Linked DNA regions of Mus musculus: regions 1, 2 and 3 are each linked to region 4. The links are chromatin contacts, called in public Hi-C and HiChIP or PLAC-seq maps. All regions are on one chromosome and are shown on one strand. The core of a region is the stretch at or near the end of the contact, and the rest is flanking DNA. Distances in the headings are between cores, read along the strand shown.

Region 1 (2,700 bases), core at 39-2,538, 150 kb before region 4:
TTGTGTGTGTCTTTATTCCCTCAACACAACAGGGCAGCAATTGTCTTTACATCACGTTCACTATCAAAAGGCATATTGGGATGATTTGAAGTTTAGAGGAGGCTGTATATATCTTATATGCAAATACCACTTCGTTTTATACTGTAAAACGTGGCCATAAGAGTTAGTTCATAGAAACAATTCCTTTCAGGTGTGAAGGCTGGCTGTGTTGGCTTTCCATTGGGCTAAACTGAATATGGGCATACAGTCCCATCAGCTTCTTGTGGAAAATTAAAATACACCAACTTTTTACATATTCAATGTGAACACGGCTACTCTAGCTGAGGACATTTTAAATGGTTTCTCAGTTTATAGATTTTTGGGTTTTTGTGGTTGATGTTATTGTTTGATTGTTTTTCTTGTAGTTTGGTTGTTTTTTTGGAAATGCTAGAATTTCTTTTGTCTCAGCAGGTGCCTATTTTATTTTATTTTATTTTATTTTATTTTATTTTATGGCCAAGATCTCGCTATGTAGCCCGAGTTGGCCAAAACCTCATAATCTTCCCACCTCAGCCCTCCAGGTCCTGGCTGCAAATTGTCCCCACCATGCCAGCCTCTAAAAGCAGAAGTTTAACTGGGACCCATCTGCATGGGAACTGAAGAGGGAGGCTGTAGGGTTGTAGGTCAGATATCTCTAGAGAAGAAAGATCCTGTCTTAACTCCCTTCTGCCACTTAAAGGACGAGCAGAGAAAAAGAGAAAAACCTTCTGTAAAGTGCAATGTCCTGAGACTGGTCTCTAAGGTCTGAGAAACCAAGTGCAAATGAATGTATTTTAATCCAGATTTCATTTTCTGAAAACTATGGCCCCTAAGATCCTAAGGGTCAGGAGCTCATGGAAGTTTAGAAAGGATGCTTAGAAAAGCTGTCCATGGGCCCCAAAGGCCGCTATGTCTCTGCACAGGCTGAACTGGAACTCAAAGGACAGCCTAACCTTTCCAGGAGCCCAAAGTGAGAGAGTCTTTGCTCCCTATGCAAGGGTAAGGCACTTAGTGACCAGGATACGGTGCACAGGTTGGAAGGATCCCTAAGCTCTGAGAGAGGGTACCTCCTACAGGGAAACAGCTCCGTCCCCCGTGGTTCGTTTTGCTAGACAGCAAATTATTTAAGCACATTCAACAGTCTTTGTGATCCGCTGTGACATCTGCCACAAGGAGACTCTAAAACTGAGGAAGTCAGCAGTTGGGACGGAAACTGCGGGTCAAGCTTTAACTCTGTGTGACATTCTTTCAGGGACTTTCTTCCCAGAAGAGCTTGAGTTAGGATCCTCCCCGGGGCTTCCCTCTGGTAAGGGTGTTAAGTCAAACTGCTGCTCTGCCTCTGCTGTAACTGTGGTCATCCAAAGGTAACTCACCCTACTTCTTTTGTTGTTTATAACATTTCACAGGGAGAGTTCTCAGCCCCGTTTCTCTCAGTTCTGACACCACAGTGCAACCCCCAAGCCCTGCTTTATTGTGGATCTTGTTTATTATACTTCAATAATAATGATGATGAAAATTTAGGCAAATTAGCCACTACTTTTTAATTAAATTTTTATTAGTGCTTTGAGATTTTTGAGTTTCATAACAATGTGTTTTGATCATAGTCATTCCCCTGTCCCACCGTCCTTTGCTATCTACTCAGTTTTGTGTCCTTAAAAAAAAAGGACAAGCCATAAGGACCAATTTGTGCTGCCCGAGATATTCTTGAAATATGATCTTCCACTGGGGTGTGGCTGACTTACCAAGATCTATGCTCTTAGAGACAACCATCTCTCCTCCTCCCAGTGGATAACAATTACCAGTGGCTTCGTGGCTTGGGGTGGGTTGGATGCCCAGTTCCCATCTCTGTACTAGGATTTGGTCTGGCTTGGGCTTGCATGGGTTTTGTGTGTACAGTCACAACCAGCACTGTGAGTGCATTTGTGCAGCTGTCTGCTGTGTCCAGAAGGTTCTTAACACACACGTACACACACACACACACACACACACACACACACACACTCATATATTTCCTTTACAACTAAACATTCTGCACTTTCATATTCTGTGCACTCTAGTTAGGTGTGAGTCATTGTATTAATTATCATCTATTGCAAATAGAAGTTTCTCAGATGAGGGTTGATCTATGGGATAAGTCAATGGGATTCAATTTAGTACTGTGCCCACTTAGCAGCATGATTGCAGTAGTTCTCCCTTAGGGCCTATGACCCGTCTAAGCACCATTCTTGGCCTAATAATGGTGTCAGGTAAGGGCTTCATCTTGTGGAGTGGGACTCAAATCCAACCAGGAAGTAGTTGTTTACTCCAGTGGTGTGTGTGCCACAACTCCGCCAGCAGTCATGTCTCGCTGGGCCAATCGTTAATGCAGTTGCCACTTATCTTGGGCAGAGCAGCACGGAGAGTGTTGGGTTATTGTGTGGGAGAAGAGGAGACATGATAGAGGTTTTTTTGTTCATTTGTTTCGGGAAAGATTTTATACTAAAGCGCAGAGACTTTAGATAAATGAAGGTAGTAAGACTGTTGCTGTTATGATCTTGAATGCCTCGCGGCTTCAGAAGGATGACACCAGGCCAAACAGTTCTACATGAGGTTTATTGGGAGAAAGAGGGGCAAGGTGGTGGCGGAAAGAGAAGGGGGGAGAGGGGGGGGGGGAGAAAGAGAGAGAGAGAGAGAAAAAGAGAG
Region 2 (2,700 bases), core at 130-2,629, 220 kb before region 4:
CCCAAGTGCTGTTCATCACCTTCCTCCTCCTCCTCTTCCTCTTCCTCCTCTTCCTCTTCCTCCTCCTCCTCTTCCTACTTCTCCTCTTCCATCCTCCACCTCTTCTTTCTCCTCTTCCTCCTCCTCTTCCTCCTCCTCCTCTTCCTACTTCTCCTCTTCCATCCTCCACCTCTTCTTTCTCCTCTTCCTCCTCCTCCTCCTCCTCCTCCTCTTCCTCCTCCTCCTCCTCCTCCTCCTCCTCCTCCCCCTCCTCCTCCTCCTCTTATGTTTGTTTGTTTGTTTGTTTTCCCCAGACAGGTTTCTTTGTGTAGCCCTGGCTGTTCTGTTCTGGAACTTGCTCTGTAGACCAAATTGGCCTCGAACTCACAGAGATCTGCTTACCTCCGCCTCTGAGTGCTGGGACTAAAGACGTGCGCCACCATTGCCAGGCACCTTTCCCCAATCCCCCCAGGTCCCACAGCTCTTGATGCTTTTATCTCACTGGAGATAAAAGTAGATTCTGCACAATACAGCTTCCCACCACGGCAGCAGGCCTTCCAGGCACCAATACCAAGTCATCTAAGGAGAGTAAAGCCAGGGCTAGTTTCTGGAGCCTTGCTTACCCACAAGAGAACGTTTAATGTTTCTGCTGCTGGGTGCCAGGTATTTTGCTGGGGTGTGGCATCTGATGATGAGCCAAATGTGAGAAATAGATTATTATGGTCCTCTTTCAAAATGAGGTGTTTTTAGAGTTCATTAGTGTTACAGATGAGGTGGAGGCAGTAGATCCCTCTCTCCCTAGCTCATGTTTACTTGTCCTAGAGCCCTGAGAGATGGAAACTTACAGGTAGTCTCACTGCCTGAGCCCAGAGAAGGGGGCCAGTCTCAAGTCCCAACGTATTTGTTGGATAACGTTATGTCTTACAAACCAACGAGATGGGAGCATTTGGGACAGGGGGAAGTCCTAGCCTAAAAAGAGAGGATAGGAATTTCCTGTTATGGGCTGTACTGGGGGCAGGGGAGGAGACCTTAAAAAAAAAATCACAGCCTATGCCGATCAGCATGTTGACCATCTTTGCCCCGCCCCATGGTGATGTCCCTTTCTGCAGAATGGTGTAGTAAAACCGCTTCATTTTCACTAGTTTTAAATTTTTGTTCTTACACTATTCCCAACACAAGGACACATGTTGTTCCCTGGCCACAAGGATCCTAGGCCAGGGGGTCAGAAGGTACTCACGAAGCCTGGCTCAAATCCTAGCCAGGTGACACATCTTGCTACGGAGCTGTAGAGGTGGGACAGCAGGAACACAAAGGAGGGAGCAGGATGGGGCTGTAGACTGTGTGTGTCTCATCCTCCCCCTCCCCACCCCCGCAGGCCACAGCCTCCGAGAGGAACTGGTGAGTGCTTATGGAGCAAAGAGCATGTAGAACCTTCTAGTCTCTGACCACGTGGTAAGATGGAGCATCTGTCTCAGCAAGCTTTGCTCTCTCTTTTCTCTCTGGCCTATTCTGGTCCCCTTTCTGCAAGAGTTTGATTTTCCCTCTCTTTTCTCTACATGTCTGCAGGTGTGTCAGTACATGGATGGATAGACAAACACACACGCTCATGCACACATACTTAGGCACATACACACTTAGATACACACTTATACACACACACACACATGCTCATGCACACATACTTAGGCACATACACACTCAGACACATGCACACACTCACTCACATACACTCAGACACACACTCACACACACACATGCTCATGCATACATTCTCAGGCACACACTCAGACACACACACACTCAGACACACACATTCAGATACACTCAGACACACAAACACACTCAGGCACACACACACTCACACACACACTGAGACATGCATGTCCCATGTGGGGATAGGTTGCACTTCCTCTTTCAGCTGTGGCTTCTGGGCAGCTGCTCTACTCTGTCATTTCTGCCTTATGAAGCTTTGTCCCTATTCAAGTAACAGAAAGCAGAAAGTGGCCCGGGAAACTCGACCTTCAAGCACACAGAACAAAAGAGAGAGCCACTGTCTTCCTGGAAATGGTGCATCAAAACTATTTGCTGGGATTGGCTTAAAGCTGGCTTGATGGCTATGGTCTATTTTTGGATGGGTCAAGCTGGTATAAAAAGGATGTGTGAACGTGAAGATGAAGAAATGCACTTTCTATGGACAGAACTAAGACTCACCTGAATGAGTCTAGGAAAGAAACTTAACTCAGTTACAAAATGCTGGATAAAGCCAAGAGACTTAATAAAGTACTTTCTTGTCAAAAAAAAAAAAAAGAAAAGAGAAAAGAAAGGAAGGAAGGAAGGAAGGAAGAAAGAAAGAAAGGAGAGAAAGAAAGAAAGAAAGAAAGAAAGAGAAAGAAAGAAAGAGAAAGAAAGAAAGAAAGAAAGAAAGAAAGAAAGAGAGAGAGAGAGAAAGAAAGGGAGGAAGAAAAAGTGAAACTGTGTATCTAAATGACAAAGAGCGATTTCTTTACTTTGTGGGTTTCATGGCTCAGGCAGAAGAGGAGTTAACGCGCCATCAGTGCCAGGAAGCAACAGACCAAAAGTCACTCTGGCTATTGCTTGGAACAAGTTCTGCGCAACCAGTTACCGTTTCTCAAGTGTTCTGAAAGTGAGCCAAGAGCAGTCTGCAGAAGCGGCGGCCGGCCGGCTAAGCAGCAGCGTGGACTGTTCTCATCTCGGGCAGAC
Region 3 (2,710 bases), core at 164-2,663, 250 kb before region 4:
CCTAGGTCTGCGGGTTCAAGGCTAACTTTAACACAGACTGTGCTTAATGACCTGAAAATGGCTGTAAGTAATATTTGTGGATGTATCTTTGACCACAGGCTGAAGTGATATGAACCTAAGTTGATAGAGAAGGAAATTGAACTTCTGGATACTAAAGTTCGGGAGGGAACTAGTTGAAGAATTGAGCGTGCTTGCTTCTGTTTGTTTTACCGCTGAGAAGTTTGGCGTGTGAGGCAAGCCTGAACCGGCTTATCAATGGTGTTCCCTCGTGCTTGGCTTTCCTTACATGCAGTGACATTCCAAGACATGGCGACTGCGGTGAGGCTTAGGGAAACAACATGGGTGCAGTAACCAGCACCCGTATGGAGGTTCATAACTTCCTGTCATTTCAACTCTAGGGGGATGAGATGCCTGCTTCTGGCCTCTCTGTGAACTTAGCATCACATGGTGCATGTGCACACACACACACACACACACACACACACGCACGCACGCACGCACGCACGCACGCATGCACACATAAAACAAACCTTCAAAATGCGGTCTTGACTGATGACTTTTTTTTTTTTTTTTTTTTTTTTTTATTGTATAAGGTGAATTGACCATCATAGCCATTCTGAGGTGTTGTAGAATCAGGGACACTTAGGTTGTTGACCACCACCACGTCCTTTCAGAAGTTTGTCATTGTCAAACTGAAACTCACTCCAATCAACACTAGTTTCTCTCTCCCCTTCCCCCATGCCCTGGCCACCTCACTCTGCTTTCTGTCTGTATGGATCTGACTACTCTTGGTCGGTACCCCACATAAGTGACACAGTCGTGGTCTTTTGGGGACTGGCTTGCTTCATTCAGTCAGCATCATCGAGAGTTGAGCACACATTGGATATGCCTTTTTCCAAAATAAAATAGTGCTTCATTGCATGTGCTTTGAACCCCTCCATCTGTCAGAATGGATGTGAGTAGCTTCCACCTACTGGCTGCCTCTTGTGTATGATGTTGCCATGAACACAGATGTGTGTGTATCCTCTCAGATCCCTACTTTCCGTCTTCCCTTCTCACGTACGTGTTCTTTGTCACCATAAACACTGAGAGTTCATACTCTTCTTTCTTTGCAGAACAGCATTTTAGGATCCTCTTTTTTTTTTTTTTTGTCCTAGAGATAAGATGTACAAACAGCCAAGTGTGTCTGGGACCATGTTGCTGGCAATAAGTGTGTGCAGAAATCAACTTTGCTTTGTGTTTTCAATTGTGTTTTTAAATCACGACAGTATTTGCGACTCCATCTAGGCGCATTGAGCAGTTGGTCTTTCTGGCCAACAAACAGGTGGTTTCTTCTTGGAGGCTGTGCAGAAGGCCGTGGCCCATGACTCTGCAGTGGGGGCTCCTGCCAGCTCCTCTGTGGCTTCATAATGCTCTGCACATGTTCCCTTGAGCTGACACCTGCCCACCCCATCAGCCCCTGTCATTTCCTTCCCTGTGTTTCAGATTGAGCTTTCAAAGCCCGGAGCAGCTGCTTAGCCAAGAAGTCATTTAGAAAATGGAAATAAACCACCCAGTACCTCAAGAAAGCTCCTTCTCTGAATCACATCAAAAAAAAAAAAAATGTCTTTACTCACATCTTGTTCATGATGCCCAGGAGGCCAAGGAACCATTCTACCCAAGGGTAGGTTTTGTGGGGACCTGCCTGGCAGTTCAGTTTTGTGGGGAGCCAACACACTCAGTTTGGTGGGGGTGGTCCTGTCTGCTTCATCCTGAAAAGTTCATTCTGGGTCTTGGGAGCCCTCAGACCCATTACCCTCACCCCCCACCCCCACTCCACCCTGTTAGAGCTCTCCTTTGCTAAGATCTTTCCTGTCCATAATCTCCTCCCTCAGAGATCTCTCCTCAAGAAGTTCCCCCTCAGAGATATCCTCCCTCCTCAGAGATATCCTCCCTCCTCAGAGATATACCTTCCTCAGGTCTTCTCCCTCAGTGATCTCCTCCCTCAGAGATCTCTAGAGGTCGCCCTTAGAGATCTCCTCACTCCTCAGAGATTTCCTCCCCTGTCAGAGATCTCCTCCTTCCTCAGATATCTCCCCCTTAGAGATCTCCTCCCCTGAGCCATCTCTTCCCCCTCAGAGATCTCCTCTCCCTCAGAGGTCTCCCCGACATAGAACGTCCCCTCAGAGAGTTCTTCCTCAGGCGACAGTCTCTATTAAAGGGTTGTTTCTTTGTGTGAGTCTCAAATTTGTCTTCAGTTTAAATCAAACAAATTAATAATGGAATGGATGGGATGAATTTTGATCTCTCAGTCTCTCTTTCTTAAGGAGCATTGATGAGCCCCTTACTAGTACATGATTAGCCAAGTGTGTGGAGGGCTCCTGGTAGGATTCTCTAGGAAGGGAAGGGAGGTATCATGGGTATAACATGTGGGTTAGAGCAGTGGCGAGAGGGTGCAGCGACACCATTCTGGGTCGCTTGCTCAGACCATCTACCCTACAGCCCAGGGGAGGCTTTTATTGCCTCCCCTCCCTACAGGGCAACAGTCCCAAGCCTCACTTCTCAGTTGTGCTGCTGTTTGGAATCATGGGTATAAAAGGATTGCAGCCTTCTCTCTCTATCTGGTACACAGTTCTCTCCACCTTTTATACACCTCTGAAAAACTTGAGTATTGGGAGAGATGGCTTAGTAGTTGAGAGTACTAGCTGCTCCTCCAGAGGACCCAGCTTCA
Region 4 (2,700 bases), core at 112-2,611:
GGACTCCTGACAGCCAAGAAGGGGAAGAGGAAGGGAGAGGGAGGGGAGGAGGAGAGAAGATGGGAGCTGAGGAGGAGGTAGAGAAGGAGGGGGAAGGGGAAGAGGTAGAGAAGGAGGGGGAAGGGGAGGAGGAGGGAGAGGAAGGAGAGAAGGAGGAGGAGGAGGGAGAGGAGGAGGAGGAGGAGGAGGAGGGAGAGGAGGAGGAGGGTATGACCAGCGGCAGAGAGGACTCAGCTAGTGGTCCCAGTACCCCACCTATCGAGAGCACATTCTCTAAACCTAACTTTTACTCTACCTACCTTTCAAAAGCTTTAAAATCTTTACAACCTTGCAAAAAGGACTCAAGTTACAAACAAAAACCCTTAACACACCAGACTCCGGGGAGACTTTTAAGATCCAAACTCTAGTGTCTATCTCTTATTGTCTAAGATTTGAGTCTTATCTCAGTCACAGGTTGGGCGTGCAGTCGACTGAGCTGTCTTTACCACCGGAGTCCTGCAGCCTTTGTTACCCCAGGAGAAAAGCCTGAGAGGCCCCATGTGTTCATGCTGGAACAAGGAACCAAAAGGGTCTGGGGACAGCAGCCAAGGGATGAAAGCCCCTTTCCTCACCCCGCAGGCTGGTGATGCTACTGGTACATAGCGAGTGGTTGCTATAAATTCCCAGATGTCTCCAGACTTTCCTCAGTGGCTATGTGACAAGACATTCATGCCTCCGCTTCTGTCACTCCTGCTCCCTGTACCCCCTTCCTGAGTTGAGTCTCTGTCTGCTTTGGGGTAAATTCTAGCTCAGGCAGACCAGGCAGGCCTGAGTCCTGAATCTTTGGGCTCTCTAAATAGTAGAAAGATGTAATGGGATATTGTGGGGGGCACCAAAAAAAGATACAGATGCCCAAAGGGAAAGGATGCTGCTGCCACAGTGGAGAAATAAACCAACGTGGACTAAAAATAGCACCGGGTTGGGGGTGGGGGGAGGAGGAGAGAATGGCCCACTATATTTTTAAACTGTTTTAACAGTGCAGAGAAGTGGCAAAACACCAGTCTCTGAGGAATATGGTTTGCTAAAGGGTGGGGCTGGGAGTTTGCCCACAATTATGCCCTAATGGTATTTTGCACTCCCTCTACATTCCATCCGTCAGTACATGCAAAACGGCCTTTCTCCCACATTCTTCTACAACACACTTGTAAAGGAAGCGAGCGAGCCTGTAGCTCTCATTGCTGGGATGGGAAACCAAGGCAAAATGACTGGTTGATCTGCCAAAGCCATAAGAGAAAGTCTTGCTGAGTTTGGGGTTACGCTTTGGGCTTCCCACTCTCTGTGGCTGTGGCTTTGGCCTGGCCCCGCCTTTTTACTGGATGTGACTCCAGGGCAGACAGTTTGCTAGGTTCCTGGAAGGCCGAGGTTTGCATTTGCACGAGCCTTGTAGTGGACTGGGACATTTCACAAGACAGGAGGAGAAAGCTGCAGCTGGTGTGTCTAAGAAAGGGAGGGGAGAGGAAATCTGAGGGCAAGCTGCACTGGGGTGGGGTGGCTTGTGCCCCTGCCTTCTGTCTTCCCATGACTGGACTTGTCTCTGCCCACGAAGAGCCTGCATCTCCTGCAGTGACAGCATAGGACAGGGCTGAGTCTTGTCCAAATATTGTTCTTCAAAACACCACTGTTCTTGGTCAAATGCAAAAGATAGTGAGGAGAACAATGCTCAACCTGCCCCCAATGTTAAGCTGCGGTTTTCTCTGCATACTGGGGGGGGGGGGGAGAAAGAAGAACTCTCAAGACAATTAGTGCCCACCTGTGAAGTTCTGGGCACCTGACAAAGGCGAGCTCAGCTACAGGCTTCTGCCTCTCAGCAAGGTTCTATTTTACTTTCGGCCTCCAGGCCGATGCTTGGCACTGCACTTTGAGTGTGGGGAAGATGGCTGGACCACAATGCCCTTGGCATGTATCAGTGGCATTTACGTGCTTCGCTTACCCCTTCTGACAGTCCTGAGAGGCACGCTTTACACCCACCCATCCTTTACAGATGAGCCATGAGAGGAGTTTAGCAAGGTAAGGTAAGCTGAGTGTCTCTAGACAGCCCCACCCTAGCCTGTGCGGTTTCCACCTCTGTGGAGAGAAGCCTCGCTGGGCTTCTGAACCCTGGCTGTTTCGTTAGCTTCCTACACAGCTGCCGGTGAGCAAGAGCTATCCTGGAGAGTCCTGGGCATGGTAATCTCAAATCATGGGTTTGTCCCTGGGTTTCCCCACCTTTTTTTGTTACGGGAGACAGGTTTTGTTTGCTTCCTAGAGTTTGTCTTTGGGTAACTGTCAGTGTACTCGGCTGTAACAAAGCAGGCAAGAGAGAAGCAACTGTTGAATGTTTCATTGATGCATCAGTTTATTGATGGCAGGAGGAATTCCTTCACAGCTTGAGGACTCCACACTGCTGCCGGCCTGGGATTCTATGTTGCATAGCTGTAGATGCTGTTGGTCCTCTGGGAACGGTAAAGCTCCAAGAACTGGTGCCACGGGTTTGTTTGTAAGGAAATCCTGAAGACTGACGTGTAGCTCTCCATCTTTGAACTTATAATCCCGCTTGTGGCTTCAGAGTTCTGGGATCACTCCTGTGGATCACATTAACCCAAGACAACACCCACCTTAAAAATCTCCAGGAAGTTCTCACTGGCTGGTAGACAGAACAACAGTGTCTGGAAAGAGACACGA

Evidence for each region. HiChIP or PLAC-seq counts read pairs in DNA pulled down with a chosen protein or histone mark. Hi-C and Micro-C count contacts between places; a contact is called where the count stands out from the background.
Region 1: a Hi-C map of the HPC-7 cell line shows a contact between it and region 4, with 4 times the contacts expected there. The contact joins two enhancer-like sites. A contact is called at or near these places in 8 of 484 Hi-C or Micro-C datasets (ECoMG myeloid progenitors, the HPC-7 cell line, bone marrow-derived dendritic cells and 5 more) and 5 of 115 datasets of contacts at active chromatin or transcription factors (bone marrow-derived macrophages, double positive thymocytes, embryonic stem cells and 2 more).
Region 2: a contact with region 4 is called in a Hi-C map of pre-B cells, with 2.9 times the contacts expected there. The contact joins two enhancer-like sites. A contact is called at or near these places in 6 of 484 Hi-C or Micro-C datasets (the G1E-ER4 cell line, Th1 cells, extraembryonic ectoderm and 3 more), 6 of 115 datasets of contacts at active chromatin or transcription factors (the HPC-7 cell line, bone marrow-derived macrophages, effector CD8 T cells and 3 more) and 1 of 9 other capture datasets (embryonic stem cells).
Region 3: a contact with region 4 is called in a CTCF HiChIP or PLAC-seq map of large pre-B cells, with 4 times the contacts expected there. The contact joins two enhancer-like sites. A contact is called at or near these places in 1 of 15 datasets of contacts at CTCF or cohesin (large pre-B cells), 2 of 484 Hi-C or Micro-C datasets (bone marrow-derived macrophages and nephron progenitors), 7 of 115 datasets of contacts at active chromatin or transcription factors (cardiomyocytes, embryonic stem cells, large pre-B cells and 1 more) and 1 of 9 other capture datasets (embryonic stem cells).

Annotation. Positions count from the first base shown.
Region 1 is chr13:37,593,924-37,596,623 of GRCm38.p6, reverse strand. No RefSeq gene overlaps it. Among named protein-coding and RNA genes, the nearest start is that of Gm47754, 14 kb to the right of the region's middle. Within about 2 kb of position 1,288, at least 51 of the 459 cell types and tissues checked have an H3K27ac peak or open chromatin away from gene starts, as enhancers often do. A contact at or near this core is called in the HPC-7 cell line, bone marrow-derived macrophages and granulocyte-monocyte progenitors, where this site is marked.
Region 2 is chr13:37,657,425-37,660,124 of GRCm38.p6, reverse strand. AI463229 (a long non-coding RNA gene) reads left to right here. Exons shown (of 3, transcript XR_382206.3): 2 at 1,355-1,431; 3 at 1,964-2,700. Among named protein-coding and RNA genes, the nearest start is that of AI463229, 9.0 kb to the left of the region's middle. Within about 2 kb of position 1,379, at least 141 of the 459 cell types and tissues checked have an H3K27ac peak or open chromatin away from gene starts, as enhancers often do. A contact at or near this core is called in the HPC-7 cell line, Th1 cells, bone marrow-derived macrophages and 1 more, where this site is marked.
Region 3 is chr13:37,690,939-37,693,648 of GRCm38.p6, reverse strand. No RefSeq gene overlaps it. Among named protein-coding and RNA genes, the nearest start is that of AI463229, 25 kb to the right of the region's middle. Within about 2 kb of position 1,413, at least 38 of the 459 cell types and tissues checked have an H3K27ac peak or open chromatin away from gene starts, as enhancers often do.
Region 4 is chr13:37,439,527-37,442,226 of GRCm38.p6, reverse strand. No RefSeq gene overlaps it. Among named protein-coding and RNA genes, the nearest start is that of Gm4035, 5.8 kb to the right of the region's middle. Within about 2 kb of position 1,361, at least 104 of the 459 cell types and tissues checked have an H3K27ac peak or open chromatin away from gene starts, as enhancers often do. A contact at or near this core is called in the HPC-7 cell line, Th1 cells, bone marrow-derived macrophages and 2 more, where this site is marked.